2 separate regions of the Mus musculus genome follow, and region 1 is linked to region 2. The links are chromatin contacts, called in public HiChIP or PLAC-seq maps. All regions are on one chromosome and are shown on one strand. The core of a region is the stretch at or near the end of the contact, and the rest is flanking DNA. Distances in the headings are between cores, read along the strand shown. Region 1 overlaps Prkch (protein kinase C, eta). Region 2 holds the start of Hif1a (hypoxia inducible factor 1, alpha subunit).

Region 1 (5,367 bases), core at 2,051-4,550, 300 kb before region 2:
GGTTGGAGTTGCTCAGAAGTCTCCACCAGTGGAGCTTGTGTTGTTTGAGTTCCTGCTGGGCCTCTTCTCTTTGTCATGCAGGCCCTGTACCTGGATGGTGGATATATTGATTTGCTGTGGCGCTGCTGGGGCAGATGTCTGCAGTGAATGAGAATGTGTGTATGGCTCTTTGCCCTGGCTTTGATGATGACCTTGCTATTTTCAGCCCCAAGCCGTGTTCTCTGTGCCAATGCTGGGACCCTCAGGCTCATCTCCGCATCTGGTGAAGTGCCTGCCCTTATGTGGTAAGGTTTTTGCAGAGAGTTGTAGAGGGAAGAAATTCTTCACGGCTCTCAGTTCTTGAGTCAGAATGGGGACTTAAGCACCATTGATTTGACCCTGAGAGCTGAAAGGTTTCCTTTAGAGATGTATCTTTCTGATGGAGATAGCAGTACATTTGGGGGTGGGTGGGACATGTGTGAGGTCCCAGAGGAATAGTTCATGGAGAATGATTCCGGGATGGATTTTGTTCCCTTGGCTGTGTAAATAAGTGCAAGGAATCACTTGCCAAACTCCTGGTCCTCCAATAAAAACTTAATAACTTAGTTTGGGTGATAGGCTGTAGATTTCAAATGAGGACAAGTTGAGAGGCTAAGCCGTGTCCACTGCATCAGATGTCCAGAATGTTCTAAGAGGCCTCGTGAGAACAGGCACCTGTGAGAGGAACAGAGTCCACAGAGGTACAGCTGTGAAGGGATGGCTGCCATTTAACTCATTGTCCCCGAGCTACCCCTTTCTCAGGAGATAGCCTGATGTTGCTGCCTCGGTCCTCTGGTTTGCAGTTCCCTTCAGATCTGAGGTTTTCAGGGGTCACTTTTGAATCCATTTGTTATAATTTGGCTCTGTAGGACTTATGCCTATAACATTTTGACTTTTATTAATTTTTCATAGTCTTCTTTTAGGCAGAGTCCTGCTCTATAGCACTGGCTGTCCCAGTACTGATTATGTGACTTCCAGACTTGCCTCACATTTACAGCCAGTGCCCTGTCTTAGCCTCCCGTGTGCTGGGAGCACAGCCGTACCTCACTCCTTGTGGCTCACAATTTTGTTTTAAATTAGAAAAGAATAATGATCCTGGAAAGTCATTTCTGTAAAGATATCACACGGCCCTTTTCATCAGTATTCTTTCTGTTGTCACTGTTTAAAATTTTTTAAAACTTACAGTCATGTATTTATTTTCTATGTGTGTGTTGGTCACATGTAGAGCCCTGTGTGTCACTGCAGATGACAGCTCGTGGGAATCCATTCTCTCCTTCCATCCTATGGGTCTCAGGTATTGAATCCAGGTTGTTAGGCCTGGTGGCAGGTGTCCTTACCCACTGAGAATTGTAACCAGTAGCCCTCCGACATAGTTTTGAAGAGCTCTATGTCAGTGGAGATCATGTTGAAAGGAAGAAACCATCCCAGGGAACTGATAATCACTTCAGTCTTCCCCAATTTCAAGCTCCTTGCCTACCAGTGAGCTCTCCTCAGGCTTAGGCAGGACTTTTCACGTCCTGACCTTTCTCTTGCCTAGGCAGGCCGCCGTTCAGGAAGGTCCTAGGTTACAGCTAGAGTCAACATAGGGGGAAATGTGTTAGTTCCCTAGCTCTCAAATACATTCTCCAGTGTTCTGAGAAGTCTGGTGTCCGCAGAGTGAGCACCTTCACAGACCTGCAGACTGTCCTCTGCTGTGGCCCTGATTTCAGATGCTGCCAGTCCTGGGGTGGGCCACCTTCCTCCATGCTGCTTTGTGAGATCTCTCCTCTTTCTGGACTGAGCCTTCCCTCTTCCGTCATCTGAAACATCCCCAGGCCTCCCAAGTAGCCTCCCTGGCTTTAGCTGACCAGGCGACCCAGCCCTGTCTAGACCTGGCTTGTTGTCTTTCTGATGTAGGCAACGGTGTCTCTCCACCTTTTTCCCAAAGAGAAACTACTTTTAAGGAGCCTTCTCTCCAGTCCATTCCCACAGGACTCAGCCTTCCTGAAGCCGAGGCACAAGGTCTTGGCTCCAGCTGAACCCAGGGGCACCCATGGTGTCCCATAGGTTGCTTGTTACTGATCTGGGTGGCTACTTCTTTCTCTTTTGGGCTCTTTGGGTTCTGTGTTTCTTCAGTGCTTACTGAGGGATGTTTTTCTCTTTATTTCTTTTGTACCTCTTCCACCATGCATCAGACATCACACTCCAGATGGCGTTACCTTCTTGTATACTCTTCACTGTATTGTTCTTGTGCCAGGGGCTCAAAAGCCCCACGTCCCATCTTTCCTGCTGACTGTGACCTCTGCTTCAAGCAATAGGCAGATTCAAAGAGGGCAAAGGGCTTTCTACTCTGTCTCCTTTGGCCTTCCCCCTCCCACAGCAGGATTAGGAAGAGGGGAAAACTATGGCACACACCTTTTCCACCTGAGGCACGTGCAAGAGCGGACCACTTGAGGGTCTAATGTGCTTCTGCACACGACCACTTGGGCATCCTCTACACATCTCCAAGCCAACAAGTTCACAATTAAACACTCACTTACATCTCATGATCACCCTGCTCCTCTGCCCATTTCCTGTCAGAGCTCACCATCATTCCGGTCAGCCGGGTACCATTGTGTCTGTTTCCTTCCGTCTGCCCCCAAGTTCATTTATTGTCGGATTCTGATGAATTGGATTGCAAATGGTTTGCTGTGTGATTTTTCCCCTTTCCATCAGCATCATCCCTTTTGGTATTCTTATCACCTGTATGGATTATTGAGATAGCTGTAGAGCTTTCTTCACAAAATAGACTTATTGTCTCAGATGAATCCTCAGGGCCGCCCCAAGGAGCTTCCTAAGACTCAACACTAACAGCTTTTCTGCTGGAGGGCTTCTAAATGAATCCTGTTCCCTTCCTCAGGCTGCTGGGGAAGATCCTCACAGGCTGGCTCCGACCATGTCTCTTCCTCCTCGTGCTTGCCTGGCTTCCAAGTTCATACATGGATGAGCTTTTCCTGTTCCTCCTTCTGCTCATGTTTCAGTTGCTTCGTCATTAGTAACTGTTGGAGGAGGAGGGAGAGGACTTGGGTAATAATGTCTGATGGAGTGAAGGAGGGTCTGTAGAAGAAATGTCCCTGTCTGTGTAACACCCACAAACAGGCCTGAGCACACACATCTCAACACGTGCTTTAGGCTTTCCTATGACAGGAGAACAGATCAGGTGCTCTTTGGAGGTTGTTGTCCTGTGGTTGGAGGGCAGAACCACTCATGATGTCATCAGAGATGACTGAGTTCAGGATAGAAGTGTCAGTAGGGAACTAGAGAGTTGTACCTCTGAGTATGCAGCGGGCACGTCTTGTAGGAAGTGGGTCCCGGAGTCAGTCTCCAGGGTAGGTCGGTGTTAACCATGCTGAAGGTGATGTGCACGCCTTCTCTCCTCTTCATCTTGAGGATCTAAATTTGTCACCTGGAGTTTCCCCTGTTCCTGTCTTTCTTTTCACCAGGCAGATACTAGCTGAGTGCTTTCAGCAAGTAAATGTGCCTAGGTCAGACTGTTGGTGGAAACTGGCTTCCTGATGAAGGCAGATGTTTAAGCCCCTGACACCGCTGCCCCACAGACTGTGCTGAAGGAATGTCAGTTGGATTGGACACCTTGAAGGGAGCCATGAGAAAGGGTTCTTTTCCTTCCCTGGAGTTGGCAGAAGTCTCTGTGATAGTTGGGAGACATGTGGGTACCCTTGTGGGAATATCCTTGTAAAAACCCTGATACCTATCTCTGTGGTCCAGCTCTGGTACTTTATGGGATGGGCAGAGAGAGTTCTAGGTATCCATTTGTTGTGAACTGCACTGCCAAACTGATTTGCAAGAGAAGGCCCTGCTTACAATAAGCTACTAATTCAGTGCACAGAGAAAGATGGTGGATCACATTTTAAGAATCATATGGTACTCTCCTTATTCATAAGGATGTTGATGGTTGTGGTTTGTCATTTTCTAGCGTTAGATACGGCTGGGAGAGGTACCCTTGATGATGAGTTGATCAGTAAGCACCGCTCTAGAGGTCTGAAGATGCCAGAATGTGTCCCACCTATCTTCGGGCTTTATCTCTCAGTTAATGAGAGATTTTCTTTTTATCTCTGCCTAAGGGCAGTCAATGTTTGACTTAGTTGGAATCCGACTTACTGGCTCCAGACCCGTCTTTCCACTGGGCTTCATTACCCCCTACTGTTGGGGCGAACTAGCCTTTGTGTTTTTTTTTTCAAAGACCCGACTTGATCAGAAGCATCGCACTGTAAGTGTTTCCACAGGAACTCTGCCCTTTGTCTGTGTCACTGTGGTGGCTGTGCACAGAACCCACAGGGCGGAGGTGTCACCATCCCCGTTGAAAATGCAACAGTTCTTTCCATCCCTCGGTGTGAATTTTCCAGTGGCTTCTGGGACCACTGTGGTGTCTTGAACCCCAGGGTTTACACGAGAACTGATAACGAGCAATCCTTACTGGTTCGTTGAAAGTTGGCATCTGGAAAGATGGCTTCATGTTTCCCGCTCAGTGAATATAAACGGCACATAAGGCACTGAAGCCTGTGGTATCATCTTCAACCCAGCCAGGGATCGTTAGCTATGGAGAAGGTGATTTTTTGTCCCTGTTTCTTTGGGGATCAGACATTGTTCTCAGTGAGTTTTTTATTTCCCTCTTATCCTCTTTATATACACTTGCTGCCTTCACGAGGTGGCCTGGATTCTAGTCAACCCTTTGTTGTGGTGGTGGTGGTTGTTATTTTCTGGTAGGTTCTCTCATGTGCAGACTGGCCTACAACTTGTTATCATCCTGTCTCAGCCTCCCAGCTGATGGCACTGCAGGCCGGAGGCTCTGTGCCTGGATTTCCTATTTATCAATAACTGAGGTGAAGCACTTGCCACGAGGACCTGGTTTGGGGGTTGATTAATCAAAGGTCTGGCTTGGAGCCTAGAGTAACTGCCAAGAGAAGGTGCTTAATGCAACTTCAATTAAGAAATGAACGAGTCTCAAACAAATGTAACCCAAGCAAGAGAGCAGGTCTTTCTATGGCTAAGTTTGTGGGGTAATGGAGCCTGTGTTGGTCTGGTAAACTTGACACGGGTACATCTAGAAAGGAGGAGACCTCAGTTTAGAAAATGCCTCTATCAGATTGTCTGTGGACAAGTCTGTGGGGACATTTTCTTGATTAATGATTGGTGTGGGAGGGCCCAGGCTTCTGGAGAGCAGACCTGTTCCTTTCAGGCCACAAAGCCTGCTGTGGGACCATCTGATTAGCTGTAGATACATCTGGGACAGCTGGCAGGTCTGTTTAGTATAGGTTTGTTTGTGAATGAAATGGATAGGTGGTCCTGGGTTGAATAAAAAACAAGTTGAAC
Region 2 (5,814 bases), core at 1,591-4,090:
TGCGAATGCTAAGCTAGGAATCACTTTTTAACACTCATCTTCCCTGCAGTTTGATGTCGTTTAAACTGTGTGCACTTGGCATGTTTTGCTTTCAGAAGGCTCATTGCTCCATATTTTTTGTAGTAGTTTAAATTCAAATTTTACCCTGACTCCCTTGTGAGTCACTGCCAATTAGGTCAAAGGTCATTGGAGTCATTTTACAATGCTCTCTTAAACTCCTTAGTAAGGTCTGCAAAGTGAGTTGGAGTGGACCTTGGACAGTTGTGCAGATTGTGAAATGAGGGAAGAAGACTGCTCACGCAGATGCACTTATTTGGTAGCAACAGAAATGCATGTGTTAATAGGTAGCTCATAAAAAGAGTGATTTTAACTTTATTCAATAAGAATATTTGCCTTTTAGGGATCTGTTAGCAGGATTATCAGAATTAGGAGATAGTATTTGGCACTTTTGTATCTTAACTACTTGGTTAAATATTACTGTTCTCCATGGTGGTATCTATTTATGGCCATGCACAAAATATGATAAATTGTAAATTTTTACAAAGGGAAACGGAAGCTTGAGGAAATTGTAATACATATTCAAAAAATCTTGTCCACTGAATTATCATTCTGTTTAAACTTTCCAAAATGCTTTAAAAAAAAAAACCTTTAAGTGAGTTGGACCTGCTATTACGCAAAGCTCATATTTTTATTCCAAGAACATTATATTCTACAGCTGTGATCCCTGACCAGCGAGAACTGCTTAAGTTATAAGACAAGAACAATTGGTGCTTTCAGTAACTGCCCTCATTTATGGAGATGCAAACATTCTGGGAAGTTACAATGTCGGGAAAAAAGGGAGTCTGTAAGCATTCACACTAACACCACTGGCACTTAAACAGTTGAAACTGGTCAGTCTACAGAGGCATGACCAACTGCCACTAGCATGAATTTGGGGATAACAAGAACAATACTCCACAGCATTTAATGATGGCTTCCTATTGCCCTATGTGGTTTCAAGTGATTTTTCTGTTTTATAACCATCAGTAGTGCTGCAGCGTAAGTACCATCTTCTCCATTTTACAGATGAATAAACTGAGGCACAGAGAGGTTAAATGACTGGCACTGGTGCTTACAACCGAGCTCACTCTGAATTCTGCAGCCATTGTTCTTAACACTGTACTTTCAGGGTGTTACACTACATATGTGTAATATATATATATGTATATATATATACACACAAATATATGTATATATATACACACATATACATATATATATGTATGTATGTATATGTATATATATTTCCATGATTAAAAACAAAACAAAATGAAAAACAAGTAATTAGTTTTGGTCTTTTACTCTTTTTATATATACCCTGTAGCTCTTTCAGAGGTATGTTCTAGATTTCAAACAAAAATAGTGCTCAAATCTATTTATATAGTCCTAACTTCTTTTTTGAAGCCAGGGCCTTGTGCATGCTAGACCACTCCTCTACTACCGAGCTAAATCTCCAGCTGTAATCATATCTTTATGAGTATTGAGTTGCTTCATGCATTGTTTATTGTCTTATTAGACCTGGACATTATGTGTATTTCTAGAGGGCATTGTTTTTGGATTTGAATGCAATTTAAATGTACCATAGATATCTACATTATTATACAACCCAAAGTTAGATTGTAACAATGTACTAACAAGGCAAAGAAGAGATACTAAACAGTCTAGTGTCAGGTCAGTTTCAGAGACCCCAGATTCAGACTCAGTTGTGTCTATAACACGTGTGTGTGTGTGTGTGTGTGTGTGTGTGTGTGTGTGTACACACACGGGCACGAAGTGTTCCTTTGTTGGGCTTGGAATACTTTTAAAACAAACACACACCATACCCACAGACCTAACATTTATGCTTCCAAAGACCGACTAAAAATGATGGCTTTAATCCATAGCTCCCAGCATAGCCGGTGAGCAGTCCTGTCAAGGTCTGTAGGTTGAAGGACTTGTTCTTCTTTCAGTCTAAACAGTGAACTAAACTCAGTCTGAAACAATTCTTGCACCTTTTCTGCATCCATTTAAGATGATCTTTGTCAGTTTTTAAAGCAACATGAAAGCAAAATAAGTCTATTCAATGCCTTTTCCTGTCTTGTCAAATTCAGGCTTGTGCTCTCACTTATTGAAGCTGTTGTTTATTTGTAAATGCTTAAGATAGTTTATTTTTAAATGGCCCTGCAACTTCCCTCCCCTTGAGAGGTTTGGCAAGACGGATTTGTTTTATATTTTTATCTGCATTTGCTCAGTAGTCAAACTTTGGCCCAGAAAATCTTAATCACTTGGAGACTTCCCTTGTTGTGTAGCAAAGAGCGGAGACTGGAGACTGAGTGGTGTCGGTCACCTGGGAAGGAGGGACCCCACTCTAACATCAGGGGGGCTGGCTGCCAGAACGCAAAGTTGGCTTTTTTTTTTTCAACTGGAAACTCGGGCGGGATGGGCGGCGACCGGGTCCAGCCACGCAGCTAAGGAGTAAGCGAGCCTCAGAGAACTCTATAGAGAGCCGGGGCGGTGCGAGCCAGGCTCGGACCCAAGCTTGGCAGCCCACTCGCTCCAGCAGCGCCTCCCAAAGCCAGACGCAGCTTTCCATTGAAGGTGCAGAGACCCCCCCACCCCCAGACCTGGGCTCAGCCGCACCCGTCGCTCGCCCCTTTTTCTTCCCTCCCTAGCTGCACACAGACAAGCACGTGAGCGGGGCAGCTCGTCCCAGCTGGGGCTCAGCTGACCTCCTCCTGATTGGCTGAGAGCAACGTGGGCTGGGGTGGGGCCTGGCCGCCTGCGTCCTTCACCATTGGCTCTCCGGGAACCCGCCTCCGCTCAGGTGAGGCGGGCCCGCGGGCGCGCGCGTTGGGTGCTGAGCGGGCGCGCGCACCCCTCGGCTTTTCCCTCCCCTCGCCGCGCGCCCGAGCGCGCCTCCGCCCTTGCCCGCCCCCTGCCGCTGCTTCAGCGCCTCAGTGCACAGAGCCTCCTCGGCTGAGGGGACGCGAGGACTGTCCTCGCCGCCGTCGCGGGCAGTGTCTAGCCAGGCCTTGACAAGCTAGCCGGAGGAGCGCCTAGGAACCCGAGCCGGAGCTCAGCGAGCGCAGCCTGCAGCTCCCGCCTCGCCGTCCCGGGGGGCGTCCCGCCTCCCACCCCGCCTCTGGACTTGTCTCTTTCTCCGCGCGCGCGGACAGAGCCGGCGTTTAGGCCCGAGCGAGCCCGGGGGCCGCCGGCCGGGAAGACAACGCGGGCACCGATTCGCCATGGAGGGCGCCGGCGGCGAGAACGAGAAGAAAAAGTAAGCCGGGCCGCCGCGTTCCGTGGACTGGCTTTTTTTTTTTTTTTTTTTTTGTCTCCGCTCCCCTTCCGTCCCCCCCAGCCTCACGCGCCGGGCTCCCCCGCGGTCCACGTCGCCATCTTGGCGCTGGGGGTGGGAGTCGCGGGCCCTGCGCTCGGCGGGGCTGGGGTCTCCGCCCCGGACACCCGCCCCGCGCCGTCGCAGCCCAGCCTGCCCCGCGCGCCCATCCGGCCGAGCCGGCCAGGGCCGAGTACGCCTCTAGCTCCCGCGCCTTCCCTCCCCGTCCTCCGCGTTAGCCGCGAGCAGCGGGCCCCGGGCGGACCCTGTGCGCGCTGCCAGCTTCCTGGGGTCGAGGCCCTCCGAGGCCGACCCGGGGCTCCCCCGAGCCGCCTCGCTGCGCCGCGGCCGCCGTTGCCTTTGTAGGTTAGGGAGTTTCTTCTGGGGGCCCGAAGACGCTAACTTTCTAGTTTGCACGTGCGGGTTTGGTTGTAATCTGGAAAAACTTGCCTCCATCAGAGTAACGGGAATTTAGGAAAATGGCATCATTGTAAACAACTTCCAATTTCTACAAACTTGTGTTTGCATCACCTGTCAGGAGAGCCCAGACGTTATGTATCAATATGTGGCTGCCTCGTTCACTCCTGAAAATAACTTACGGATAGTTTTGGTTAAATTTAGGCCGGTAATTTCATGGAGTGGGGGCTATATATGATGAAAGCCGTCGGTTAAAATACTGAAAATTTATTGGAACACCTGAAAAGAATTGTTTCCAAAAACCATACATCTGAAGTGTGAAATCTTCCATGAGAATTCAGTGTAAGTTTATGAAACATCTTGTGGTTTGAGTCTAAGGAGAACATTTTAGAATTGAGTACAGCTAGTGGTGGTAAGATCGACCCCTGCCGCCAGCACACAATTTTGTCTACTTCGATATTTTAACCTTGAGAAAATCAGTTTAAGGAGTTGAAGGTTTGTAGTAAGAGCTGTGGTTACAAGGCTGGCTTAATTTGCTGTTAAGTCCTTCTAGTCTTCTGGAAGAGATTAATTCCCCTTATCCATATCAGCAGAAGAGATAAACTTACTCATTTTCCTGCTGTTCTGGACACCCCTTCCTTGTCTTGGTCTTTATTCCATAAAAGGTCCAGGTCTTAGTTTGTGTGCACCCAAAGGAAGCACTTTGGAAATGTTTTAAAGTGTTCATGCAAGTCTAGACTTAACTCCACGAGTTACCAGAATTAGTTGCAATTAATTTTGCAGAACTGACTACAATGCTTTTGATGAAATGATGGGCTGCTATTCTCTAAACCTTAGGCAGATTGCCATTGTGTACTCACTGTCCTTATTAAATGCTAAATTATATTAATACACTACACCAAGTTATACACCAATCACTTCTCTTTCTTATACGCTGATTTTTTTTTAATTTAAATCAAAAGTAGTTTCATAATGGATAAGTAAGCTAGTTGTGTATCGGGCCCAGTTCTAAATGGTTTTTAGGCTTTCCTCAGAGCCATCTGTTAATTTTTTTCTCATTTGAGATGTTAGCAGCTTTAGATCAGATGGGATTATATTTCTTAATATAGAGGTTCTTAATATCACTAAAAGATAATAAACATGAGTGATGGGCCACTCAACAACACTTATAGGTGCCATTTATTAAATATGTCTTTTTGTAATCACAATTTCATTGAAAGATTGAGAAGTAAAAACTTTCTTTCTCCAATTATTCCACCTTAAATGAGCCTCCAAAGTGAACCTGGGGGAAAGGATTTGGCTTTTTTAAATAGAGAGTATAGAAAACTCAAACCTTGAAGATTTGGAAGAAAGCAGAACAGAAAATGCATAATAGATTTAATAGGAGGTATGTGCTGTTGACTCTTAGCTGTTAGGGCTAAGCGTGATTGACCTAGTATGTGTATGGACTCTTAGATTGCAGAAGAATGTCAAGCTCGTTTTGTTCCTAGCTGAACTTTTCGAAGCCCCCCCCCCCCCAAAAAATTGAGCCACTAAAGTAAAATCTCTTAAAGACATTTCTTAATTTCACCTTTTAGTTTTGATCACTAAAAATCAAGAAATTCATTTATTAATAAAATTAAGCTGTCCCCCTTGTTTGAGGAATCAGTAGTCTACTGACTTAGAGGGTAGGAATTCAGGAGCAGATGATACCCACAAATTGGAGTCTCAAGCCTTTCCACTTGTGATGGTTGGCAAGTTACTGAATACTTGTGGATTATATGCCCCCCCCCCACCCCCAACCCAAGAGGATAATACTACCCTTCTGAAAATAAGATAATGTATTTAAAGCCCTTAGGCCAGCCTATGGAATGGGAGGCTTGTAACATTTTATATACTTGAAAATAGATGTTAACTGTTAAAACATCTATAACAGTCTGTTGTAGTTCAGACTTTCATAATCTTCAAACCTTTCTTCTGTGCCTTCATGCATTTTTTTTTTTCCTTATCAAAAAACAAGAAGACTGACTCTGAATTCAAAGGCTGGAAAGAGTTCTTTCCTG

Evidence for each region. HiChIP or PLAC-seq counts read pairs in DNA pulled down with a chosen protein or histone mark.
Region 1: an H3K27ac HiChIP or PLAC-seq map of thymic regulatory T cells shows a contact between it and region 2, with 2.9 times the contacts expected there. The contact joins the enhancer-like site here to the promoter of Hif1a in region 2. A contact is called at or near these places in 4 of 39 promoter capture datasets (the HPC-7 cell line, macrophages, neutrophils and 1 more), 1 of 484 Hi-C or Micro-C datasets (CD4 T cells), 1 of 115 datasets of contacts at active chromatin or transcription factors (thymic regulatory T cells) and 3 of 9 other capture datasets (adipose tissue, liver and macrophages).

Annotation. Positions count from the first base shown.
Region 1 is chr12:73,600,596-73,605,962 of GRCm38.p6, forward strand. All of the region lies in intron 1 of Prkch (protein kinase C, eta), which reads left to right. Among named protein-coding and RNA genes, the nearest start is that of Prkch, 18 kb to the left of the region's middle. Within about 2 kb of position 3,301, at least 58 of the 459 cell types and tissues checked have an H3K27ac peak or open chromatin away from gene starts, as enhancers often do. A contact at or near this core is called in macrophages and thymic regulatory T cells, where this site is marked.
Region 2 is chr12:73,905,027-73,910,840 of GRCm38.p6, forward strand. It overlaps Hif1a (hypoxia inducible factor 1, alpha subunit), which reads left to right and starts at 2,841. Exons shown (of 15, transcript NM_010431.2): 1 at 2,841-3,298. The coding sequence starts at 3,264.